Regions from separate parts of the Canis lupus genome. Here all the other regions are linked to region 2. Evidence: chromatin contacts called from public Hi-C data. All regions are on one chromosome and are shown on one strand. Each heading gives the region's core, a stretch centred on a gene start, on an enhancer-like site or on the middle of the called end of the contact. The rest is flanking DNA. Distances are from core to core; before and after follow the strand shown.

Region 1 (3,644 bases), core at 666-3,165, 360 kb after region 2:
CAGAGGTTTGGCTTGGTAAGCCTTGCTCCCAGCTAGCTTTCTAGGAGCTGGGGAAGGTAGGTGGCTCTTGGAACATAAGCTCTATCTGATTTGGATCAGTGGCTAATCTGTTGGCCAGTTTCTTCAAGGTTTTCAGTTAAGTACATAAAAGAGCCATATATGCAAAATGACCACCACATATGCTAAAAACCTATCCAAAATTAAACATTAACAAACCACTACTTACTCTCCTGGTAGGTTTAAATGGGCTTTTATCTCTTTCTCCGGGGGGGGGGGGGGGGGGGGGGGGAGAAAGGATACATACATGAGTCAGCCCAGTTAACACCACCAGTTGTTTCCTTTTCACAAGACAGAGTGGGCGGGGAAGCTCTTGCAGATCTCTTTACATGGCTGTCCCCCTCTGGTTTTTCATGTGAGGTTCCACAAGGGAGAGACATCATATTAGACAACTGATGCTTATGAGGGCAGGGGGAGTGGGACAGAAAACAATTCCTGGATTTATACTACTATGCTCCCCGCCCCCAACCTTGTTCATGTATTGGTAGGGTCAACAGAACAACCTCCCCAGGACAAACCCTCATCCCCCATCCATCATGGCTCTTGCAGTGGGTCAGAAAGCCCTTGTAATCACAGTTGCTATTCACCCGTCCGAAGGAACCTAAAGTTTCAGATTCCCTCACTGAGGGGCTATGGGCTATGACCTACACAGGATCCTGAAGGATGGAAGATGTGGGGCTTGGTATGCATGATCCTGGAATGTGTCTGGAAGGACAACTGGAGCTACCCTGAACTTCTGGGTGACTTACCTCTTTTGAGTGGATGCCCGGGATATGCGGGGCTGTGCCCGTCATGATCTACAAAAACAATCCAGGTTTTCTTCCAGCCTTTTTTTTTTTTTTAATTTTATTTATTTATTTATGATAGTCACACACAAAGAGAGAGAGAGAGAGGCAGAGACACAGGCAGAGGGAGAAGCAGGCTCCATGCACCGGGAGCCCGACGTGGGATTCGATTCCGGGTCTCCAGGATCGCGCCCTGGGCCAAAGGCAGGCGCCAAACCGCTGCGCCACCCAGGGGTCCCCTCTTCCAGCCTTTAAAACCATTCTATGGCTCCTAGCTGGACTTAAGATAAACTACCTTTCCCGCAAGGGCCCCCTGCTCATCTCTCCCTTCCCTTTTACTCTCTCGACTCTTCAGGGCTTTCTCCTGAAGGGCGTGGAGCCCAGCGTCCAGCTGTGTCCACTCAGGGCCCCTCCCTGGAGCACTGCTGGCGCCCACCTCGAGCGCCCCGTGCGCTCTCCTGGTCGCACAGCAATCCCAGAGCTTACTGTCCCTGCATGTGCTGCCCTGTCAGAGGACACGGTCTTGTCTTGTCCGCTACCCGGGCTCCCTCACTGGGCCGCCCGTCCTTTCCCTCCCGGACCTCGTGCAACCGGCCCCGCGCTGGGAACGGGTCGGCCAAGCCGAGGGGAGGAGCGCAGCAGCAGGTCAGCAGGGTCCCTGCGGCCCCCCACCGCCTCCAGGACACTCACGGGTCGGCACAGTCGGGTCCGGGACGACTGCAGGAGCCCGGACGGGACGGCAGGAACGACCCTGAGGCGCCTGCGGGCCCCGCTGCTGGAGACGGAGGAGCCGGCAGGTGGAAGGCTCCGCACCCCGCGGCCCCGACCCGCCGCACCCGAGCCCTCTCCCGCAGCGTACCCCGCCAGCCCCGCGCGCCCCCGGCCCGCCCTTACCCTGCAGTCCCCTCCGCCCCTCCGCGGAGGGAATTCCGTTTCCCGGGAGCCGGAGGGCGACCGAAGAACCTTCGCAGCTCCAGCTCGGGGCCGGCGCCACCACGGCCTCCGCCCACAGGCCGCCAGCCCGCGGATCCCCGAGCCTGGGCCCCGCCCACGTGCACGGCGCGTCCCGGGGAGGGCGGAGCCGGGCGTTGGGGCCCGCGCAGGCGCGGCGTGTGGGCGGGGCCTGGGGAGCCCCGGTGCGCAGGCGCGGCGTGTGGGCGGGGCCTGGGGAGCCCCGGTGCGCAGGCGCGGCGTGTGGGCGGGGCCTGGGGAGCCCCGGTGCGCAGGCGCGGCCGTGGTTTTCGCGCCGCTGGGTGGCGTGGTTTAGTGTCAGGGGGCGGCTGCTGGGGTCAGCTGGGCCTGAGGTCTTGGCCGGCGGGGCCGTCAGTGCCGCAGTGCGGCCCCGCCGGCTGCGTTCCGCTCCTGTCCCAGCTCTAGGGGTCCCTCTGCGCGGCAGAGCGTGCTGTGCTTACCCCCATGACCTCACCACCCGACCTTGAGCAGCCGTGAACTTCCCTGGGGTCCTTGCACACCTGGAGCACCCCCACTCCCCACAAGGTGGTAGTGATAGAAAATGCAACTACGGCAGAACAGGTGCGCGGCGAATCTCCTGTTCTCGACCCCCATTCTCCTAACTCTAACAGGAGATGCCGAGGTGGCCAGGTCCTGACTTGGGTCAGTCGTCCACGCAGGCCCCAGCTTACTGAAGGGTCCTGGGAGTGGGTCTTCCCAGATGTCCTCCACTCAGGCCCCGCGGCTGTGCCCCGGCGGGAGCTGCGTGCCCGCTGCCCTGCGGCTGGGCTGCCTGCGACCGTGGCCAGCGCTTGTGCCTCCTGTGGGGCGGCCTCGGACTCGCAGGCGGAGGAGGGGGGAGACCCTGGGGCGGTCCTCAGCCGGCCCCTGGGCCCCTGACCCACTCAGCGGGCTCCTGACCCACTCTCTGCTCCTGTCTGTGCTCAGGATGGTGGCACTTGTGAGAGTGAGTGGATGCTAACCAGAGTGGATACCAACCAGACGGGATGGAGGGACAACAGGCACATACCAGGAGTGGGCGCCCGGCAGGTGGTCACCGTGAGCACCTGGTCGGATGCTACCCTCCTTCACCGGGCCAAACCGCTGAAATTTGTTTTATACAGCAGTTTGCTCATGTGGTCCTTTGTTCCAGTTGCTCGCTATTATGAATAATGCTACAGGATCCTGGAGGACTATTATTGTGTGCATGTGTGGGTATATCTTATAGGAGAAATTCTTAGAATTTCTGTGGTAAAGGATGTGTCCCCTCAGCCCTTTTTCTTTTTTTTTTCAATATAAGTTTATTTTTCATTGGTGTTCAATTTGCCAACATATAGAATAACACCCAGTGCTCATCCCATCAAGTGCCCCCTCAGTGCCTGTCACCCAGTCACCCCCCCCACCTCCCCTTCCACCCCCCCTAATTCGTTTCCCAGGGTTAGGATTCTCTCTCTCATGTTCTGTCCCTTTTTCTTTAAATATTAGATACATGTGACTACACTGCTCCTTACACAATGCCCTAACTGACACATCCACAGTAATGTATAGGAGCGTGGTTTCCCCGTGTTTTCACCAGTGAGATCTTTACAAACCTTTGGATCTTTGCCAATTCAACTGTTCTAAGAATTCTCATATACAGTTTCAATTTACATTTATTCTAACATTTGAAATCTCTATTCGTGGAACTGTGGTGGCCTTGCTTCTGTCTTCCTCACTCAAAAATAACATCACCTTCACCATATTTCACTCCTAGAGTTTCTAGAATTTGTCAATTTTACTGACATGGACTTTTGCATATGCCATTCAGTGCTTGGAGAGCTCTTCCCCCAGGTTTTTCTTTAGACAACTGCT
Region 2 (3,403 bases), core at 168-2,667:
TGCCATCACTTCTTAAATGGTCTCCCTACTTCAACCTTTGCTGGCTCTCCCCCAACTCGCCCTCACCCAGTGACCAGAACAACTTTACGTCCAACAAGTCCCTCTACGAGTCTCAGAGAAGAAGCCAAATCCTCCCAAGGGGCAGCACTGCCCGACATGCCTCTCTGCCTCTCTCTCACTTCAACCTGGCCTCACACACCACACTCTTCCTGGCCACAAAGAAACTCATGGGGCATCCTCTAGACTCAAGGCCTGGCCCACGTTCCCGGGTTAGCTGCCTGTCTCCCTCTCTCATTCCCTTCGGGCCTTCACTTACAATGTCACTTCCTCTGGCCTTGCCTGGCCCAACCTCCTGCACTTCTCAAGCTCCTCTCTTAATTTGTTTTTCTTTGGCATTTATAAGTATCTAAGTATCATTTATAAGTATCTTTTGTGTATTTCATTTGAGCTTTTAATTTGTCTCCTGGTGTATAAACTCCAGGAGGGGCAGGGATTTTATTTTTTTTATTTTATATTTTATATTTATTTATTTATTTATATTTTATTTTATTTTATTTTATTTTATTTTATTTTATTATTTTTTCTATTCCATTTTATTATTTCCTTTTGCCAACCCTGCCAGCATGTTACTGCTCCATTCTCAAGCCCTGGGACGATGCCTAGCACTAGTACGTGTGCTCAATAAATGATTTTCTGTATGATGGGAAGACAAGAACCTTAAGTTTTGTTGTGTCTTCCCGTTTCCTCAACTGAGTATTACTACCTGGCTTGCCTCCTCGGGTTGTTCCCAGAAGATGAGCTGGAGTACGGGCTGTGAACAGCCAAACCTCACGCAGAAGCTGGCGCTGAAACCGTCGGGGTAGGCCCTGGCGTCTGGCGAGGCGCCCAGGCCCTGCCCCCGCCCGCCGCACCCCGCCCGCCCGCCCCGCTCGCCCCGCCCCCTCGGGTGGCCGCCCCGCCCCGCCCGCTCGCCCCGCCCGCTCGCCCCGCCCGCTCGCCCCGCCCGCTCGCCCGCCCGCTCGCCCCGCCCCGCTCGCCCCGCCCCGCCCCCTCGGGTCCCTGGCCCCCCGCCCCTCGGGTGGCGCACCGCCCGCCCGCTCGCCCCGCCCGCTCGCCCCCCCGCCCCCGCTCGCCCGCCCGCTCGCCCCGCCCGCTCGCCCCGCCCCGCTCGCCCCCGCCCCGCCACTCGGGTGGCCCGCCCCGCCCCGCCCGCTCGCCCCGCCGCTCGCCCCGGCCCGCTCGCCCCGCCCCGCCCCCTCGGGTGGCACGCCCCCGCCCCGGGCCCCGCTCGCCCCGACCGCTCGCCCCGCCCGCTCGCCCCGCCCGCTCGCCCCGCCCGCTCGCCCCGCCCCCGCCCCCCCTCGGGTGGCACGCCCCGTCGCGGCCGGAGAGGACCAGGGGGCGGCGGCCTGGAGGCTGCGGGAGCGCGGCGCCGGGGCCTCCAGACACAAAGAGCGGTGGGCGGGACGAGGGCCGGGTGCGTGCGCCGGCGCCCTGGGCCTGCCCCGTGGCCCGCGCGGAAGATCGTCGGCGCCCGCCGCCCAGGTGAGCGGCCCCGGGGCTCTGCCCTCCGCCGCGCGTGGGGCCGGGTGCGGCGCGACAGGAAAGGCTGCGCCCCAGGCCGTCGGCGGGTGGGGGCGAGGGGGCCCGAGGCCCTGCGACTGTGGGCGCGGCGGGACCGTGGGGCGAGCCCCCGACACGGCCGCATCCGCCCTGGCGCGGGGCGGGGGCGCGGGGCGGGGGCGCGGGGCCCCGGAGCAGGAAGCCCGACGTGCGGGCCGCCGTTCCCGCCCCCCGGGGAGGCTGGGGCGGGGCGGGCCGGTCACTCCCGAGGCACGCGTCCCGCGGGAATCCGACTGCCCCCGCGCCTCTGGAAGCCGGGTCCCGCCGTCGCTGCGGTTCCTCCGCTGGGCCTCGCCGCGGGCCTGGACGGCTGCGTGCGGTCGGCTTCGGGGCGAGCGCGGGGTCCGCGGACCTTCCTCCGGGCGGGGCGGGGCGGGGCGGGGCGCCGGGATTGCGGCCTTGCCCTTCGCCTGCGGGGCTCCGACTCCGCACAGGGGTTACATCCTTCGGCTTATCACGGGTTTGCACTTGGAGAATTTGTCTGAAATGACACTTCACTGTCCGGGACTCAAGGCCTGCTGCAGGGTTTAGGTGCTGCACTGGTTGCTCCTCTCGTTCGCGGGCTCCGCCTCGAAGCCCACGCAGGAGTCGGTCTGATCTCTTCGGGTGTTCCACACCGAGGCCACGCGGTCCCGCGGCGGGGCGGGGGCGGGGCGGGGGCGGGGGCGCCCCGGGCACCGCCGCGGAGCCTGGAGAAGGTCAAGTGATGCCGTCAGCGCGGTCAGCAGGAAGGACGGGCTACAGGTGACCGCGAGCTTTTCTTGGAACTGTTACTGAGATCCCCAGGTTTTCCCTGTTGGACTTAGAATACGTTTCAAAGTAGAAAGTTAAAGATAGTTAAAATTGGTCTGTTGAACAGAACACTAAGCTGCCTCAGAGATTTATGAACTGTGTGTCAGAGTTTGTGGATATTAAAAGAAAAGTGCTGAGGCAGTTAGATCAGGCGTCTTGTCCGTGCTGTCCCTTTTCTTTTTTTTTTTTTTTTTAATTTTTTATTTATTTATGATAGTCACGGAGAGAGAGAGAGAGGCAGAGACACAGGCAGAGGGAGAAGCAGGCTCCGTGCACCGGGAGCCCGATGTGGGATTCGATCCCGGGTCTCCAGGATCCCGCCCTGGGCCAAAGGCAGGCGCCAAACCGCTGCGCCACCCAGGGATCCCCGTGCTGTCCCTTTTCTATTTCACTTATACATCGACTGTTAGTGGCCTAGACTATTACACATTGAACTCGTCTATACTGGCAAATAAAAATGGGTCTTACGTATTTCAGATTCAATAAAAAATATGGGATAATGATATTTGCAGAATGAGAGAATAACAAGCCTTCTCGGAAGAAACTGAACATCAGATAACATTTAACACCACCAAATTAGAAACATTTTATAGAGGAAAAGTTAGGGTCTCAACGTTTTGAAAATTGAGGACTTTATATAATCTTTGATGTAAAACTGTTTATCCCTCTTACTTATCTCTATACATTGTGTTTTATAGGGCTGCTCAGGGATGGGGGAACTGACACAGTCATTTGCCAACAGCATGTTGGAAATCCCTTCCTGGTAGTGTGTGTCCTTTGTTCCCATCCTTAGTCCTTATGAACATTTGGTGGTAGAAAATAGACTAACAGAAGAGTTGCAGAGCTCTAACTGTAAGTATTCAAAGTATTCAGATCCTGCCTTTTAATGGTAAGTGGCTTTGAGTGCTGGTTGGTGGAGGGTCCTTTTTTGGGGGAAGATGGCACACGTGGGATTTGAGATTTGGATATGTGAGAGATCCCTCTGACC
Region 3 (3,524 bases), core at 213-2,712, 280 kb before region 2:
AAAGGGAAAGTAACTGGAGTTTTCAGATAAACCTTTAGGGGTATGAAATAAGTTTAGTGTATACACAGTACAGTGGCTAAATCCTATGCTGCATATGTAATCTAGAATAGTAAATACTATTCAAAAATGATTCAAACACCAAGATTTGAGAGCAACCTGAGTTATACCAAAAAATTTTAAATTACTCTCTGAATAACTGTATCTTAGAATGTACGTATTTTGAAAATTTGTAGTTTGTTACATTAAGTATGACTAAAGAAAACAGTATTTTAAACATACACCACAACCTAAATACTCTAACAAGGACTGTTCCTAACTACCTTTAGAAAGTTAAAACTCCTTTTCTGAAGTCTTCCTCCAGATCTTTAGCACAGTCATTTTCCAAGGTGATCATTCTCAATCCTTGATTTGATATTTTAAACCATAATCTTAAATCATTTAGAGAAAAACCCTGAATAAGGTGAGTAATAAAAGAATAAGTCATGACTAGGAGAACTAAAGTATTTCTTAAAGTTCTCAAAACAGGATAATAGCATCACTGGATTAAGTCCATACACTCTCAAGACTAAAAAAAGTTAATTCCTAGCACGTAGCAAAATGCCAATTACCATATGATGAGACGTGAAATGAACACTTGGGAATGGGATATGGGAAGTAAGGCAACGACTTAAACATGCTCAATTCTCTAGTATGAAAAACCGGGTAACTCTTAACTGCCATAACTTAAGTAGCACCTAGAAAATAAATTAAGTTTGGAGATTACTACCATCAGTTTGAGGGCCTTTGAGGACAAGTGAAAAATGTAAGTGGACACTTATAAGTTAGTCCTTCCTAAAGATGGAAATTTGAAAACCAAAGAAAGGAATTCGAAAAAGATGAGACTGTTTAGTGCTGGTGGCCAGGATGCATTTGAAAAGATTAAAATGGAAAAAGAAAAAAGATTAAAATGCTAAAGATGGTAAGTTAAGCTTTTAGGGAAAAAATGGGATCGAATGGAATGGATTACAAGTGACCAAGTTGTTTTAAGTCAAGAGTAAGAGTCCTTAGGGATGGAGCAAATAGAAGAGGTTTTTTGTTTTTTTGTTTTGTTTTGTTTTTGTTTTTCTCTGTCAGCAGTACCAAAAGGTAGGGAAAAGAGCGGTTGTCGCATTTGCCTCATTTCATTTGTGGCTGTTCCTAGGGTTAAAGCTACACAAGCAAAAATAAAGCCAAAACCCGAGATGAATCGTTGTTTTAAAAGGGGTGGGGGCAATGCTCGTTTGATGATAGCCAGATACTGAAGGGACCAAAGTCAAAAAGTAAACTGGCGAAAATGTCTAAGAATTAGCTACAGCTCTGTAAGGAATGCCCTGAGGCCCTGTGGTATCCGGCGCTCTCCACTGAAAGCTCTCGGGCCCGCTCGCCCCCTCCCCGGGCGCTCGGCGCATGCGCGCTCCCCCCCCCCCCCCCCCGCCCCAGCTCCCGCGCCAGCGCGCGTTCGGCCGCCCTCCTCCCCGGCCTGTCCACTCGGTTCCGGGCAGGCCGCGCCACCTGCCGCCTGGTCATTGCCGACGCCCGCCGGCCTAGCCCGCCCCGTCTCGGAGTGCGTGTCCGTATCTCCCGAAGCTTTCCGCGGAACGCCCGGAGCCCCCTCCCGGCCGGGCGGTAAGCGGGCGACCGAGGACGGCAGCCCGGCCACCTGGCCCCAGCTGTGGGCGCGGGCCCGGGGCCGCCGGGGGCTTCCCCCACGTCCGGCTTCGCGCAGGCGCGCGGGGAGCAGGGCCGGGCCCGCGTCGGCCAATGAGGGCGCAAGTTCTGTAGCCGCCGCGGCCGGCGCGCGACCGGGGGGGGCCTCGGGGGCGGGGGCCCGGCGACCACTCCCCGTAGGACGCTGGGAGCCCGTGGAGCGGGACGAGGGCGGGTGGGAGCGCCGGGCCCTGCGGGGGAGGTGGGGCGGCGGGGACCGCGCTGCGCATGCGCGTCCGCAAGGCCCGGCCGGCGGCGCCCTTTCCCCGGGCCGGGGCGGATCCTGCGTCGGGTCCCGGGCCGGCGGTGACGTAGGGCCTCGGCCGATGCGCCGGGCGGAGTCCGCCTGGGACGGCGGGCGGGCTTGGGGGCGGCCGCGCCGCTTCTGCTGCCCCTGGTGTTGAAACGAGAAACCGGGAGACGACTTACGGGTGTTGCCGACTGTGCTGTTTCCCCGAAGCCCTTACCGTATCGCTGTGATTCAAACCTCATAGCAAAAGATTTAGGAAGGAATCTAATGAACTAGGGACTTTGCTCTTGCTATAATTTGTTGATTTATTTGTAGGACTTCATGCTTTGCCTTTTTCGCTTCCCTGAGAAGTAGTCAAAAGCAATGAAAAATAGTCTGCTTTTATTTCTCCTTGAGCAAACTGCTCTTAAAAACCGCAGTATAGTTACTAAGATAAGTCACAGTTTAAATGAGAGTAACCTGAGAATATTAAACTTTGTTCAGTTACTTTCAAGTAAAAATTGTGCCAAATGGCCAAAGACCAATCCTAGGACCTTTATTTAACATACACTTACTGCTTCTGTATCAGAGTAAACAAAACTTTAAAAAAAATAAATAAACCAACCCATAATTTGGCTTTTCCACCAAATTAGATATCTCTTTCTACTAGATTTGACCTCAAACTGCATAGATTTAATACCTCAGTACGGAGTTTAGGCTAAAAGCAGAATTTTTCATTCTAACAAAATAAAAGCTAACATCACTATTAAATGGATGACAGTGGGCAGCCCGGGTAGCTCAGCGGTTTAGCGCCGCCTTCAGCCCAGGGCCTCATCCTGGAGGCCCACGTCCGGCTCCCTGCATGGAGCCAGCTTCTTCCTCTGTCCATCTCTCTCTCTCTCTCTCTCTCTCACAAATAAATAAAATCTTTTTTAAAAAAATTAATAGATGACAGTGGCCATTTACAATGGTTTGCAAATGAATTGTGACTTTCCATATCCAACCCCTTCATCCGGAGTGTTCTCCATCTCCTTGGAAGACCTTCCAAACTACCCGCCCTTCAGTCTAGGAGTACCAGAGAATTTCCCCATAATACACAGTGCATGGCTGTATTATTTCATTTACTATGTTTTATAATTATCTTTCTTTGGTTATTTTTCCTGGTCTTAATGGTTTTTTTTTTTTATTCCCAATACTTTGCATAGAGCCTGGTACATAAGAACTTGGTAAATGCCTGTTAATAAATTAAGTATATTAAGGATCCAGAGTGCCTCACAAGTTTGAAGAGTTAGATATTTTACAGCATGCCCAAGCCAAGCCTTTTCCAAATGGAAGAATAGTAGGCTACATGGAATATGTGCAAAAACCACCTGTGGAAAAATTTAGAGACAAGAACCCTGCAATTTGACCTGGTGCCCCAGGCTTTCAGGCTATTTCTCACTAGCAAATGAGAGCACCCAACTGTACTCTGAAGCAGATTTTCTATCTACTAAAACTCATTTGACTTTCATGGGTAGTTCAGTCCTATTAGGGAAAGAATCATAGATCTAAATCTTCTTGTTAGCAATCA

What was found. A called contact is a pair of places that touch in the nucleus more often than the background predicts.
Region 1: a contact with region 2 is called in a Hi-C map of blood, with 2.9 times the contacts expected there. The contact joins the promoter of ENTPD6 here to the promoter of NINL in region 2. A contact is called at or near these places in 2 of 9 Hi-C or Micro-C datasets (both in blood).
Region 3: a contact with region 2 is called in a Hi-C map of blood, with 2.7 times the contacts expected there. The contact joins the promoter of TCAIM here to the promoter of NINL in region 2. A contact is called at or near these places in 2 of 9 Hi-C or Micro-C datasets (both in blood).

Annotation. Positions count from the first base shown.
Region 1 is chr23:1,546,348-1,549,991 of UU_Cfam_GSD_1.0, reverse strand. It overlaps ENTPD6 (ectonucleoside triphosphate diphosphohydrolase 6), which reads right to left and starts at 1,915. Exons shown (of 14, transcript XM_038570224.1): 1 at 1,737-1,915.
Region 2 is chr23:1,907,075-1,910,477 of UU_Cfam_GSD_1.0, reverse strand. It overlaps NINL (ninein-like protein), which reads left to right and starts at 1,417. Exons shown (of 23, transcript XM_038570237.1): 1 at 1,417-1,545. It overlaps LOC111091864 (a long non-coding RNA gene), which reads right to left and starts at 901. Exons shown (of 3, transcript XR_005376774.1): 1 at 764-901.
Region 3 is chr23:2,185,691-2,189,214 of UU_Cfam_GSD_1.0, reverse strand. It overlaps TCAIM (T-cell activation inhibitor, mitochondrial), which reads left to right and starts at 1,462. Exons shown (of 11, transcript XM_038570257.1): 1 at 1,462-1,644. All of the region lies in intron 1 of LOC119865335 (a long non-coding RNA gene), which reads right to left.